3 separate regions of the Pan troglodytes genome follow, and regions 1 and 3 are each linked to region 2. The links are chromatin contacts, called in public HiChIP or PLAC-seq maps. All regions are on one chromosome and are shown on one strand. Each heading gives the region's core, a stretch centred on a gene start, on an enhancer-like site or on the middle of the called end of the contact. The rest is flanking DNA. Distances are from core to core; before and after follow the strand shown. Region 1 holds the start of VAMP1 (vesicle associated membrane protein 1). Region 2 holds the start of TNFRSF1A (TNF receptor superfamily member 1A). Region 3 holds the start of NCAPD2 (non-SMC condensin I complex subunit D2).

Region 1 (4,512 bases), core at 225-2,724, 130 kb before region 2:
TTGGGGGCTTATAATTTTTTGCAAATTTTCCCAAATTGTCATTTTTCCCCCTAACTTGCCATTTTGATGTGGTTTCAGGAGGAGAATGGGATAAACACATATGATGAATGCATTATGTTTCCAAGTGCAATTGTTTCCTTAAGAAGACTTGTGGCATTTGGATAGATAACTTTGGTGGACTTTTTAGAGAATAGATGTAAAGGATGGCAAGACTGGAAGCAGAATGATGTATCATTGATCTTAGGAGGCACTTGGGTTTTTTTGTGTGTGCTTGTTTGTTTTTTTGCATTTCAATATCTTCTAATTGGGATGTTTCACTTTAGCTATTAGTCAGACAGCAGTCAAACTATATTTGTCATACCTGCTCATGAGCATCAAAGCTTGCCAAATGGGTGTCTGAGGCTTGGAAGAAAACTCTAGAGCCTGGAGAGGAACACTCTTAGGAAATGCTGCATCACCAAAGCCCTTATGAAATGCACAGAGGACTACATTGCGTGGAAATTCGTGGACATCCAAGACTGAGTCAAAAAAATGAATCATTAACAATCAGTCTCTGTGAAGTTTTAGGGATAGTTACCATGTTATTGTTTTCTATTTCCCTTTTTATGCATGCACAAGAGTGAAATATAGAAATCGGTATGTATATAAACCCATATTTTCAATACATGTAAAACAAAAATGCTAAGTGGTAAGGAAAGCATTTGTCACAGATAATTTGCAACCTTTTTTCTTTTTTTTTTGAAACAGGGTCTTGCTCTGTTGCCCAGGCTGGAGTGCAGTGGCGTGATCTCGGCTCACTGCAACCGCCGGCTCCCGGGTTCAAGCGATTCTCTTATCTCAGCCTCACGAGTAGCTGGGATTACAGGCGCCCGCCACCACGCCTGGCTGTTTTGTATTTTTAGTAGAGACAGAGGTTTCGCCATGTTGGCCAGGCTGGTCTCGAATTCCTGATCTCAGGTAATCTGCCTGACTCGGCCTCCCAAAGTGCTGGGATTACAGGTGTGAGCCACTGCGCCCGGCCTTGTAACCTTTTTTCTTAGCGGGACATAAAATAATGGTGAATTTTCCAACTGATGGAGTCCAGGAAAGGGATAATAGTGAGCAGAGGGGAGATAATCACTGGAATGCCAAGAAGGAAAAATCAACTCGACTTGGCAGATTACTGGGGGAGAGGTAAAAGTGAAGGGGAGGAAATCTAGGATGGTTTCCACGTTTCTGGTCTGGGCAACTGAGTCGATGTGGTAACCTCGACTGGAGCAGGTTTGGGAGGGAGTTCAATTTAGGAAGGCTATGTTGAAAGAAACGAATGAACGAAAGCTTCGTGCTTGCTTTGCTGGGACGGAACCCCGCATCCGGTATCTGGCACCGGGAGTTTGTGGCTGTGTCTCGAGGCTCCTGCACCCTCTCAGAGCGTTAGTCAGAGGCGGGGCGGTGGTGCGGAGCGAGGGCCAGAGCAGGGCACCAGGGCTGGGCGCGCACCAGGAAGCCACCGCCTCCAGCTGAATGCGCGAATCCCGGCGCGGGGTGGGGCAGGGGCGGGCACGGTCTTCAGTAACTGCCCAGCGATTGGTTGGGAGGCACCACAAATGCCTAACAAACTGCTGAAGCGCCCTCCGAAGGGACAGACCTCATCTCCACCCCGCCCCGTCCCTCCGCCAGACTGGAGCGCAAACTATGGTCGCATTGATCACTGAAGGACCCTCACAGCAACCGCTCCTTTCCGGAGTCGGATGAGAGGAGAGTTGTGACTGGCAATTGGCAGGGGCGGGGCGGGCTAGGCCTGTAGCGCTGGGCGACCGTCCTGGGCATGGATTGGGCCGCGGGGTTGTCACCGTTATCCGGGAGGCGTGGTCAGCACTAATAAAGGCGGGGGCCGGCGCGGCAGCTGCAGTAAGTTCCACCGCAGCTAGACCGCGGGGTGGTCGGCGCGAGGCGGAGCTTGGCAGTTCCGTCCACTTCAGCCGCAGCGTCCCTCGCCGGGTGTCTCGCCGCAGCCTCCGGAGAGGAACAGACCCTCACTCTCTCTGTCAGAAAAATGTGAGTTGACTCTGGTGTGGGGGCTCGGCACCTCCTTGACAACTCTCGCCCCAAGCTCCCGACTCTGCGGGACGGAAAATGGCGCAATGCAGCAGCTGCAGCAACGCGGGGAACTACCACCGCGCGCCGTCTCCGGACCGGGCCACCCCCAGGGAGGGGGGCCAGCACCCCATTCTCGCACCAGCCACAGCTAGCACCCCACGGGCGGGGCAGGGGCGCAGGGGTCCCACAATCATTGCACCCTCTCCTCTCGTCTGAGTGGCGCCTCATTCTGGTTTTGGTATAGTGGAGACTCGGAGAGGGCGGGGGCTGAGGGTGGTGGATGGAGACAACTGGGCAGGGGACTCGAAAGGTATTTCTGTCATCTGGCTAAATCACTACTCAGCGCCTCAGGAAAGACAGTCATGGGTGCAACTGCCAGTTGGTAACTTGTGTTGCCCTACAATCTCTGGACTTGTTTACCCCTCACCCAAAGTGTGATGTCTAGCCCCCCTCATGGCAGTGAGCAAAGCTGCAGAAACTTATCTGCCAGTTCTCTGGCACCAGGTGAGCAGCTCAGAAAGACTCAAGGGGTAGTGGGATAGTGGCCTGTCATCCCAAGCGGCTATTCATACCACGGCCATTCGTATAGGAGATGTTTTTCTATCACCGAGTCTTACCAAATAGTTGGAGGAGAAATAGGGAGAGCTGAGCTTTCCCCCTTTCCTCCAACACACACAGTTTAGTCTCCAGCAGTCTTCAACATCACCCCCTTCGCAAGATCCTGAGGGAAAACTACGGCTAAACAAACGAAGTACTTCTCTGTCAAGACCTCAATATGTCTAATACAGATTTTTCTTTCTGATTACTACCCTGGCCTGGTCCTAGATGTATTTATGTTGCTTCTCTAAGTGACAAAAAAGGGAAGGATTTACTTGTGTTACATAAGGGTTGTAATTATCCCTAGATATTTTACTGTTGAGTGTTTCCAACTCCCAACAAGTAGTAAGTGAAATTGGCCTTGCAAATACTTCATAGCCATTTCACTTTTTCTTTTTGATCTCTATGGTTTTAACCAGATATGAGTGTTCTATGCATTTTGGGCAAGCCGTAGAATTCCAGTTGTTTTCATTTTGGGGAGGGGGCTTCCAGATAGTATCTACGTGGGATGAACAGAAGGCAACAGAAAAATCGTGGTGGCTAGCGGGGCATCACGAGGTCTCTGACCTTAATCTTGTCATTGGTGCCACCATCCTGGACTGCTTCCAACACTGGCTGCTACCTACTCATTGAATTTTCTGCCTTAAGTCGAGAGCTAGATTGCTTAGCTAGCTCAGTGGCAGGACAAGAGTCTTGTGGCTCCCATGACTTTGTGTCTATCTTTGCTTTACCTCCTTTGCACCTTAGAGGGAAATGGAAAAGTGATTCTTCAAATGGGGAATGAGTCAGGTGTAATCTGCTACCATAGCCTCTCTGAGGAGTTATTCTCTTTCTTTTTAGACTAAAAGAAATTCACTTAATCAAGGAGAATGAGCTTCTGGGTATTAGTTCTATTGTAATTAGTCAAATAATTTCCTTTTAGGTGACTTTGTGGTTTCATTTTTGTTGCATTTACTCTTGGACTGCTCCTGTGAAGTATGTTTGGTGAGATTCTGCTTCTGTTTGAGGAGTTCTTACTGTAATTTCTATTCTCCATCAAATTTGAGAGATCTCCCCCCTGCCTGTGGGTGCTTCCTTGGCCGAGAACATCTCATGACTTAGGTTATACTTCCGGGAATTCTTTAGGAGGTGAGTTTAGCCTCCGTGTTTTGGGACATGGAGAGGAGTTTGTCTTGAAGACCACACACTAACTTTGAGTGGTACAGAATGAGAGAACATTCTCTGTGTGTATAGTACAGTAAACCAAGATCTCTCTTTGGGATGTAAGTAACCAAGGGAGTCATCTGAGACTCTGTCAAATCCAGAAAAGGAAGGGACAGAATGTCTATAATGCATGCACATTGAGGACAATTTCTAGCATTTTTGCTTCCTGTCTATGCTCTTGGAACAGTTTCCATAACTAATGTAATTGCTTTGGGCCCCAGATTCTATCTAAGTGAAACCCCCATTTTCTCTGCCAAAAACAAAGCAAACAAACAGTCCTGACTCACTCCACCTACATAGACTTTGCCTTTGGTGATTTTCCAAGCTGCCCTTATGGCAGCCCTGATTTCCTCATCTTGTGTGAAGCATAACCAATAACTGGGCATATAAACCAATAACCATAACCAATAACTTGAATATAAAAAGGGATGAGCTGACAGACATTACAGTGTACAGCCTCCCTCCTGGCTCCCTTCACGGACTGGCATTGAGTGTCTGTGGCTTTTCCAGGCGCACGGTGCAAGCTGCCAGTGGATCTACCATTCTGGGGTCTGGAGAATGGTGACCTTTTTCTCATAGCTCCACTAGGCAGTGTTGCAGTGAGGACTCTGTGTGGGGGCTCCAACCCCACAT
Region 2 (4,454 bases), core at 1,743-4,242:
TCCTTATCAGGCTTAGTAGTTGAAGTGACTTGCTGAGCTTCATAATTCTTAGAGAATCTGCCATGAACCCAGCTCCCTTTCTATGACTCACCCTGCCACCCTGTGACACATAGAGTCTGAATGGCAGGTCTGGGGCTAGAACCCACGTCATCTGGACTTGGAGTCCAGTGACCCTTTGGGTTAAGCATGTGCCTGTGTGTGTGTGTGTGTGCCGTGATGGGGGAGGAAGGTCCCTGCTCTCTGTAGCTGTTTTCTTCATCCTTTGCTCTACAAGCCCTAACAGCCAATTCTGTCATCCCTAGTCTGCCCCTCTCCTGTTTCTCCATCTCCTCTGACCATGATTTTTTTCTGTCCCTGGAGGGATGATGGTCTCATTCTCACCTCCTCCACGAAACGTGTTAGCTTTTCATATTCCTAGATCCACTCACTTCTCATCATCTTTTTTTTCTAAACAAAATTTTATTGAAAAATGTAATATGACATGTCAAAGTTGTAAAGTTATTGAGTAAATAAGCAGGTATCCTAAATATTGAAAAATATTCTCCTTTTGTGCCAGGCTATGTGTCACGGCTTTGGCGCTTTGCACAGACTATTAGAAATACCTTACAACATTAAAAATAGGACATTGAGGCCGGGCGTGGTGGATCATGCCTGTAATCCCAGCACTTTGGGAGGCCAGGGTGGGTGGATCACCTGAAGTCAGGAGTTTGAGACCAGCCTGGCTAACACGGTGAAACCCCGTCTCTACTAAATACAAAACATTAGCCGGGCATGATGGCACATGCCTATAATCCTAGCTACTCGGGAGGCTGAGGCAGGAGAATTGCTTGAATCCGGGAGTCAGAGGTTGCAGTGAGCCGAGATTGCGCCACTGCACTTCAGCCTGGGCAACAAGAGTGAAACTCAAAAAAAAAAAAAAAAAAATAGGACATTGAAGTTGGTTTCTTTTTTTAATACAGAGTCTTGCTCTGTCACCCAGGCTGGAGTGCACTGGCAGGATCTCGGCTCACTGCAACCTCTGCCTCCTGGGTTCAAGCAATTCTCCTGCCTCAGCCTCCTGAGTAGCTGGGATTACAGGCACACGCCACCACGCCCGGCTAATTTTGTATATTTAGTAGAGACAGGGTTTCACCATGTTGGTCAGGTTGGTCTCGAACTCCTGACCTTGTGATCCGCCCACCTCAGCCTCCCAAAGTGCTAGGATTGCAGGCGTGAGCCACCATGCTCTGCCTTTTTTTTTTTTTTTTTTTTTTTGCCGCCCTCTCACATACCACACTCCCCTGTATCACTTATCCTTCTGAAGTTGTTATTAATCATTAATACAACTAGCTGGGCATAGTGGTGTGCGATGGTAGTCTTAGCCACTCGGAAGGCTGATGTGGGAGGCTAGCTTGAGGCCAGGAGTTCTAGGTTAGGTGAGCTATGATTGCACCATTGCACTTTAGCCTGGGTGAGAGCAAGCTCCTGTTTCAAAAAAAAAATTAATTGCTACCACTTACTAAATGCTTAATATATGGCAAACACTTGCTAAACACTTTATATGCTTGATTTAAGCATCAAGCTAGCTCGGTGAAGGGTACCAGCAGGTTTCCCATTTTTTAGATGAGCAGACCGAGGTTCCTCTCGCTGCTTCATACTGGAAACTTGCACTTGATTCTGAGGCTCCTGCTTCTTCAAGAACACTGCTTTGGCTTCGCTTCTCCTGTCCCTGGGGTCTCCCTTTGTGATGGTGGTGAGCTGCTTCCTTTCTGAATCCCGCTTCAACCCTACAGTTCTCCAGAAGCTGGACGATGGGGTGGAGTAAAGTCAGCTCCCCCCGCAGTGAGGGACACTGAAGCTCCATTCTCATCTACGGATCACAGAGGGGAAGCCAGGAAGAGCCAGGGGACGGTGGACTTGGGGCTGGGAGGTCATCTCGGAGGGACAAGGGGTGAGGAGCTCTGGTTTCAAGTTCCAAAGCCCTAGGACCTCCCTCTTCTCTGTCTGCCTGCATTTCTAGCAGCCTCAGCAGCTGCAGGCCCTTGGGCGGGGCTGGATGTAGGGAAGGTCATTGTACCAAGAAGATAGTTGGGTAAATGTGGTACCTTTGTTGTAGGATTCTCTTGGGAGATGTCTGCATCAATGAGGATGGCATAAAGTAACCAGAGTCAGGATGTGGGGTCTGACTCAGTGACAGAAAAAGTGGCAGTGTGTCTCTCATAGCCAAAGGGGCCCTTGGACTGGCAGTCGGGAGTCTGGGGTTCTCTGTTGGCTCTGCCTCCTGGCACATTGGGTTTCTGGACCTCAGTTTTCTCCTCTATAAAACCGGGCAGTTGGGTGGGCATGGTGGCTCACACCTGTAATCCTAGCACTTTAGGAGGCTGAGGTGGGCAGATCATTTGGGCCCAGGAGTTCAAGACCTGCCTGTGTAACATGGTGAGACCCTGTCTCTACAAAAAATACAAAAATTACCCAGGCGTGGTGGTATGCACCTATAGTCCCAGCTACTTGGGAGGCTGAGGTGGGAGGATTACTTGAGCCTGGGAGGTCGAGGCTGCAGTGAGCTGTGATGGTACCACTGCACTCCAGCCTGGGAAACAGAGCGGACCCTCAAAACAAAAACAAAAATGAAAAACAAGCAAACGAAGAAATAAAAAAACCTAGGGGGTTGTAGTTGATGATCTGTAAGGTGAGTTGTAATTGATGTATTGGAATATTTAGGAAAAGGGCACTGGGAATATGCTAGGAACACCTGATGGAGGTATCTTTATTTCCACGGCAGCTTCGTGGATATGTCTCATTGATTCTCATGGCATCACTTTCCCCATGTAGGTGGGCAGACATTGTTACCCCTGTTTAATAAACAAGGAACCAACAGAGGCTTAGGAGAGGAGTTGCCTGATGTCGCATGATTGGGGGCAGAGCCAGGATCAACAGTGGGGCAGGGTGGGGGGACCTGGCCAGGCAGAGACTGGATGAGACCTGGGGTGAGGAATGGCAGGCAGCCAGTCAGGGCAGAAAACGAGGGTTGGGACTTACTTTGAGGTTTGGATTGGATCAGTAAATTCCCAAGAAAGAGGGAGACTAGGAGGCTAGTGAAGAACTCTGGAGTAAAGGGGAGGATTACTAAGGGACATGGAGTACCTATCATGTGTCGGACGCTTATCTATATCTCTCCCATCTGAACAAATCCTTACAGGAACCCCAGGAGACAGGTTATCTCCACTCTGCGAATTGGAAAACAGATCCAGAGAGGTTCAGTTATGTGTCTGAGAAGTTCAGTTATGTGTCCAAGACACATTCTTAGCTAAAAAGCTAAGCATTCTGAATTAGAACCCAGAGAATTTGACTCCCAAACTCTGGATCTTTTCACTGCTGTGATCCATCTGGGAAAGGCTAGTGATGCGGGCAAGGGGCTTATTGCCCCTTGGTGTTTGGTTGGGAGTGGTGGGATTGGTGGGTTGGGGGCACAAGGCAGCCAGATCTGGGACTCCTGTGCTTGTGACTGGACTACAAAGAGTTAAAGAACGTTGGGCCTCCTCCTCCCGCCTCCTGTGGCCTCCTCCTCCAGCTCTTCCTGTCCCGCTGTTGCAACACCGCCTCACTCTTCCCCTCCCACCTTCTCTCCCCTCCTCTCTGCTTTAATTTTCTCAGAATTCTCTGGACTCAGGCTCCAGTTCTGGCCTTTGGGGTTCAAGATCACTGGGACCAGGCCGTGATCTCTATGCCCGAGTCTCAATCCTCAACTGTCACCCCAAGGCACTTGGGACGTCCTGGACAGACCGAGTCCCGGGAAGCCTCCAGCACTGCCGCTGCCACACTGCCCTGAGCCCAAATGGGGGAGTGAGAGGCCATAGCTGTCTGGCATGGGCCTCTCCACCGTGCCTGACCTGCTGCTGCCACTGGTGAGACCGGGGACAAAGGGAAGAGTGGGCTGGTGGGCGAGGCACCTTCCGGCCGGCGTGGGCCCTCTCCGGGAGGGGGCCGAGCCTCTCCTGCCCGGGCCTGGTCCTGGCGCCAGCCTCAGGCCTGCAGGTCCTAACCTCAGCCACTGCCAGTGTGGGGTTCCCCATTCATCCGCCTTTTGGAGTAAGGGCTGCGCTGAGGCAGGGGAATGGGAGAAGTTTGAAAGGGAGAGAGTAAAAGGAAGCCCTGGCCCCTGACAGCCGTGGAAGTTTGTGGGGGGCCAAGGGAATGTGGGCAGGAGATAGGCCCAGGGTGGGGCAGATTTGGCGGGCAAAAGAAGGGAGTGGGAGTAGGAAGGTTAGCGCTCGGGGAGTCCAGACGGTTCTGAATTCTGTCCCTCCGGTCAGCTGGCTGGCCTGGAGGGTGTTGGGCCGTGGGGAGGCGAGGCTGCCTGTGGAACTTGGTGGAGCACACCCTGTAGGGCAGGATTTTGGCGGCTGGTGAAGTGGGGGAGTGAGTTGAGGAGTGGGGATGGGCTGGTGTGGTGGGTTTGGGATGCTCATGGTGGG
Region 3 (4,144 bases), core at 1,298-3,797, 150 kb before region 2:
TACAAAATAGAAAATTCCTTTTTCCACTTCTGGACATTAGAGCAAGAAGCTGCCATCTAGACTGGTGCAGTGGCTCACGCCTGTAATCCCAACACTTTGGGAGGCCAAGGTGGGTGGATCATGTGAGGTCAGGAGTTCAAGACCAGCCTGGCCAACATGGTGAAATCCCGTCTCTACTAAAAATACAAAAATTAGCCAGGCAGTAGTGGCGTGCGCCTGTAATCCTAGCTACTTGGGAGGCTGAAGCAGGAGAATCGCTTGAGCCTCGGGAGGCGGAGGTTGTGGTGAGCCGATATCGCACCACTGCACTCCAGTCTGGGCAACAGAGTGAGACCCTGTCTCAAAAAAAAAAAAAAAAAAAAGAAAAACAAAAAGAAGTTGCCATCTAGCAACCATGAAAGAAAGGCCAAGAAGAGACAAGCTAGGACCATATTGTCGAGCTGCTGCATTAACCAACCCTTCTTCTTGTAGGTGATAACAAATGAATTGGTTATTATCTCTATATTTACAGATGATGAAACCAAGGCACCGAGAGAATTAAGTAACTTGTCTAAGGTCAGAGTGGTAGAACCAGGATTCAAATCCAGGCAGCCTGGCTCCAGTCTTTAATCTCTATACCTCTCCAAAGCAAGCTAACTGCTACAAGACCGCTCCCAACAAGTACAAGGACATTATGAAGTCTTTCTGGTAATGCAAAAGGTGCTTTTGATCATTTACAGGTTTCAGTAGGTGACTGCACTGTACATATATTGCTCAGTGTTGCAGTGGTACATATATATTATGGGTTTTTGTCCCCATAATTGCACATCTTGGAAGGAAGATACCTAGACTCTAAAAAGGTATTACCAAAAACAGGTCGGGTTAAATCCGAGATATTCTGAAAAAGCGATCCACTCCTATAACTCTTAAATCCACCAGGACTTAATTTTGACACACGGTAAGGGGTAAAGATGGAAAATAACTTTTCCCCAAAGAGTAATCACATACACCAAGACTGTTTTTGACTAATCCAGAAAAGGAAGTTAATGAATGTACTCTTTGGGTCATGCATCCCATGCAATTTTAGGATAAAACAGCAAAATAGGAAAAACATGTTTCTTGCTCTTATGATGCTTCCTGGTGTAGTGGAACAGAAATGACAATGTAGCAATTCCATGTGAGATGGTCCTTTGAAAGAGCTAGGTACAGTGACAGCTATGGACTCTTACCTCTAAGCTGTGGTGGAAGATGTTTGATGGACAGTACCTCTTGCACAACATACTGATTCACCCCTCCACTTTTCAACAACTCCTCTGGGGATAATGGCAGATGGAACTCATACATTTGGGGAGCCATTCTACTCCTACAGGCTCACAGGGCTAGAAACCAAACAGTGAAAAGGTCAGGGTCTATATTCAAGACCTGTCTTCGTATCTGGTTCTATTACTTTCCCATCCCCAACATATATAATGGCTTTTAGTTTTACAGCAAGCTAGTAACATCATCTGGTTTTGTTACTTCCCCACCCCCAACATATATAATGGCTTTTAGTTTTATAGCAAGCTAGCAACATTATCTTACGGGATCTGAGATTGACCCTGGACTAGAAACTAATTCTAGTAGTGACTTTGGCACTTGGTCTTGACACTTAAACCCCTGGGCTTTATCTGTAAAAACAGGGTTACTAAACTCTGATTACTTCACAAAGTTGCTCTGATGATCAAACAAATCAAGCAGTACGAAGGTGTTTAAAGAACTATAAAGTGGCATATTAATGTGCAAAGTATTATTATTTCCATTTTTATGTGCAAAGCTCCTTAAGTATAGAGAGAATGGTCTGATCTCATCTGAGGCCAAAACAGTGCCCCAGCATGGGCTAGTGGGCTTCCTGCACCAGAATGGTAAGAGCATTAACAATGATGATTTATTTATCCTGTGCCAAGTCTGTTAGGCTGTTTGCATGTATCATATCTGATCTAAGTCTCCTAACCTCAATCCCATGAGGTGCATAATAATACAAATGAGTTTACAGAGCGGAAATTGAAGTAAGAAAGTTAAGCGATTTGCTTAACATCTTCCGTTGCGGATCTGTTAAGCGATTTGCTTAACATCTTCCGTTGCGGATCTGTGAGACTTACAGTTTCTCCCACATCGCGCCCAGGGATATACCTACTAGGCCTATTGTATTTTGCCCAAGACTGGGTCACACTGCCATGTACTCGACTTTCCTACTCTTTTACGACCTGCAACACCACATCTTACCTGGGGATCTCACCCGCGGCTCTGATTCCGGCAGTCAGGCTGAAATGAAAAGGAAAAAACACGCGTGCACAACACGCACCAATTAGCAAGGCAGTTTTCAAGTCGGCGGAGAATCCGGCCAATCCCCGGCAGGCAGAGGCAAAGGGCCGCCTCTGAGTCTGGCAACGCGCGGGCAAAGCCACAAATACCGAGTTCAAATCTCAACGGCTGCAGGAAGGCCAATCGCGACGCTCGCCGGAGCGGCCGGCCAATCACAGCACCGCCCGGGGGCGGGCCAAGGCTCCGGCTCCGGCCCCCGCTCCCACCCCCGGCCCGCCTGCGAATCCCTCCTTGGCCGCAAGGTCCCCGTTTGCCCAGTCGGCGGGGAGGAGGCCGTATTTCTGCCGGCCGGAGATGTCGCGTCCCTGGCTGGGCATTCAGTCACCCCCAGGAAAGGAGGCAAATCCACGCTGGGAGTTAGAAGGCATCGCCTCTAATCCAGGTTTCGCCATCTCCTCTGCTAAGTGACGTCCAGCAAGTCACTTCACTTTCAGGACCTCAAATCTCCTCCCCAGTAGTAAAATAGGGGTAATAAAAACAGCTACAGCGCAAGACTGTTGTGAGGCACAGAGAAAGGGCTTGGTCTTTGGAAGCGGGTTCCAGGTTCTCAACCTTCATTTCCTTCACGGTTGAAGGACGCCAAAGAAAGCGGAAAGGGTGAATTTTCTTGAAATCTCAGTTTTGGGGAATCTTAGCGACGAGTCGCGGACCTCAGCTTGTCCGGCGCTCCAAAACTTCCGGCAGGCGGACCGGAAGCACTAAGGCGGGAAGGGTGGTAGAGGCCCCTCCGGCCGGAACCCGGGGGGCGGGGCTTGTGGCTGTTGCGGATGGGGCGTAGGTGGGCGGTGCGCCCACAGCTGCTTGGGTAAGGCCCAAAATGGCTGCCTTCGCCTTAGTACTCGTGTGAAGTTGGCGGGGACGGTTCCTGTCATCTTCTTGGGCTTATTTGGTGTGCTGTTGAAGGGGGGAGACTAGAGAAATGGCAGGGAACCTCTTATCCGGGGCAGGTAGGCGCCTGTGGGACTGGGTGCCTCTGGCGTGCAGAAGCTTCTCTCTTGGTAAGTGGCTGATGTAGACACCCCGATAACTGCTTCGTAGTATAATAGGCGGCTCAGATTAATTCCCTCCCTTCCCCATCCCCAGATGTGCCTAGATTGATCGGTATAAGGCTCACTCTCCCGCCCCCCAAAGTGGTTGATCGTTGGAACGAGAAAAGGGCCATGTTCGGAGTGTATGACAACATCGGGATCCTGGGTAAGACTTGACCTTCGACGTGGTACACAATTTCAGAATGGCAATTACGCTGTAACGACTATCTTTTCCTCCTGTGTAGAGAGTGGTACTGTGCTCAATAGTAAGAGCAAACACTTATGTAGCTGTTTACATTGTGTTTGGCACTGTTCTGAGTGCCCTCGTATAATTTTTACTTCATAAGTAAAAATAAACAATTTTTCCAAAGTTAATAAATGGCAGCATCAGAATTTTAACCCCAAGCAGTCTGGCTGCAGAGTCTGTGCTATTGTTCTGTACTGTAATGTGCCTTGTCTATAGGTGCTGCTCAGCAAGATGCAACCGTGGGTTGAAAGCTTAGCTGGTGTAGGATGGGTTCTCTTGTCTTGGATCTAATGTGTTCTCTCACATTACACAGGAAACTTTGAAAAGCACCCCAAAGAACTGATCAGGGGGCCCATATGGCTTCGAGGTTGGAAAGGGAATGAATTGCAACGTTGTATCCGAAAGAGGAAAATGGTTGGAAGTAGAATGTTCGCTGATGACCTGCACAACCTTAATAAACGCATCCGCTATCTCTACAAACACTTTAACCGACATGGGAAGTTTCGATAGAAGAGAAAGCTGAGAACTT

What was found. HiChIP or PLAC-seq counts read pairs in DNA pulled down with a chosen protein or histone mark.
Region 1: an H3K4me3 HiChIP or PLAC-seq map of stem cell-derived excitatory neurons shows a contact between it and region 2, with 5 times the contacts expected there. The contact joins the promoter of VAMP1 here to the promoter of TNFRSF1A in region 2. A contact is called at or near these places in 2 of 7 Hi-C or Micro-C datasets (induced pluripotent stem cells and stem cell-derived neural progenitor cells), 1 of 1 datasets of contacts at active chromatin or transcription factors (stem cell-derived excitatory neurons) and 1 of 1 other capture datasets (stem cell-derived neural stem cells).
Region 3: an H3K4me3 HiChIP or PLAC-seq map of stem cell-derived excitatory neurons shows a contact between it and region 2, with 4 times the contacts expected there. The contact joins the promoter of NCAPD2 here to the promoter of TNFRSF1A in region 2. A contact is called at or near these places in 1 of 7 Hi-C or Micro-C datasets (stem cell-derived neural progenitor cells) and 1 of 1 datasets of contacts at active chromatin or transcription factors (stem cell-derived excitatory neurons).

The regions. Positions count from the first base shown.
Region 1 is chr10:13,651,068-13,655,579 of NHGRI_mPanTro3-v2.0_pri, reverse strand. It overlaps VAMP1 (vesicle associated membrane protein 1), which reads left to right and starts at 1,474. Exons shown (of 9, transcript XR_010147949.1): 1 at 1,474-2,037.
Region 2 is chr10:13,522,434-13,526,887 of NHGRI_mPanTro3-v2.0_pri, reverse strand. TNFRSF1A (TNF receptor superfamily member 1A) reads left to right here and starts at 2,992. Exons shown (of 10, transcript XM_009424666.4): 1 at 2,992-3,884. The coding sequence starts at 3,846.
Region 3 is chr10:13,675,349-13,679,492 of NHGRI_mPanTro3-v2.0_pri, reverse strand. NCAPD2 (non-SMC condensin I complex subunit D2) reads right to left here and starts at 2,547. Exons shown (of 32, transcript XM_001161664.8): 1 at 2,242-2,547; 2 at 1,209-1,358. The coding sequence starts at 1,335. It overlaps MRPL51 (mitochondrial ribosomal protein L51), which reads left to right and starts at 3,037. Exons shown (of 3, transcript XM_508954.7): 1 at 3,037-3,338; 2 at 3,424-3,534; 3 at 3,929-4,144. The coding sequence starts at 3,260. The coding sequence ends at 4,125.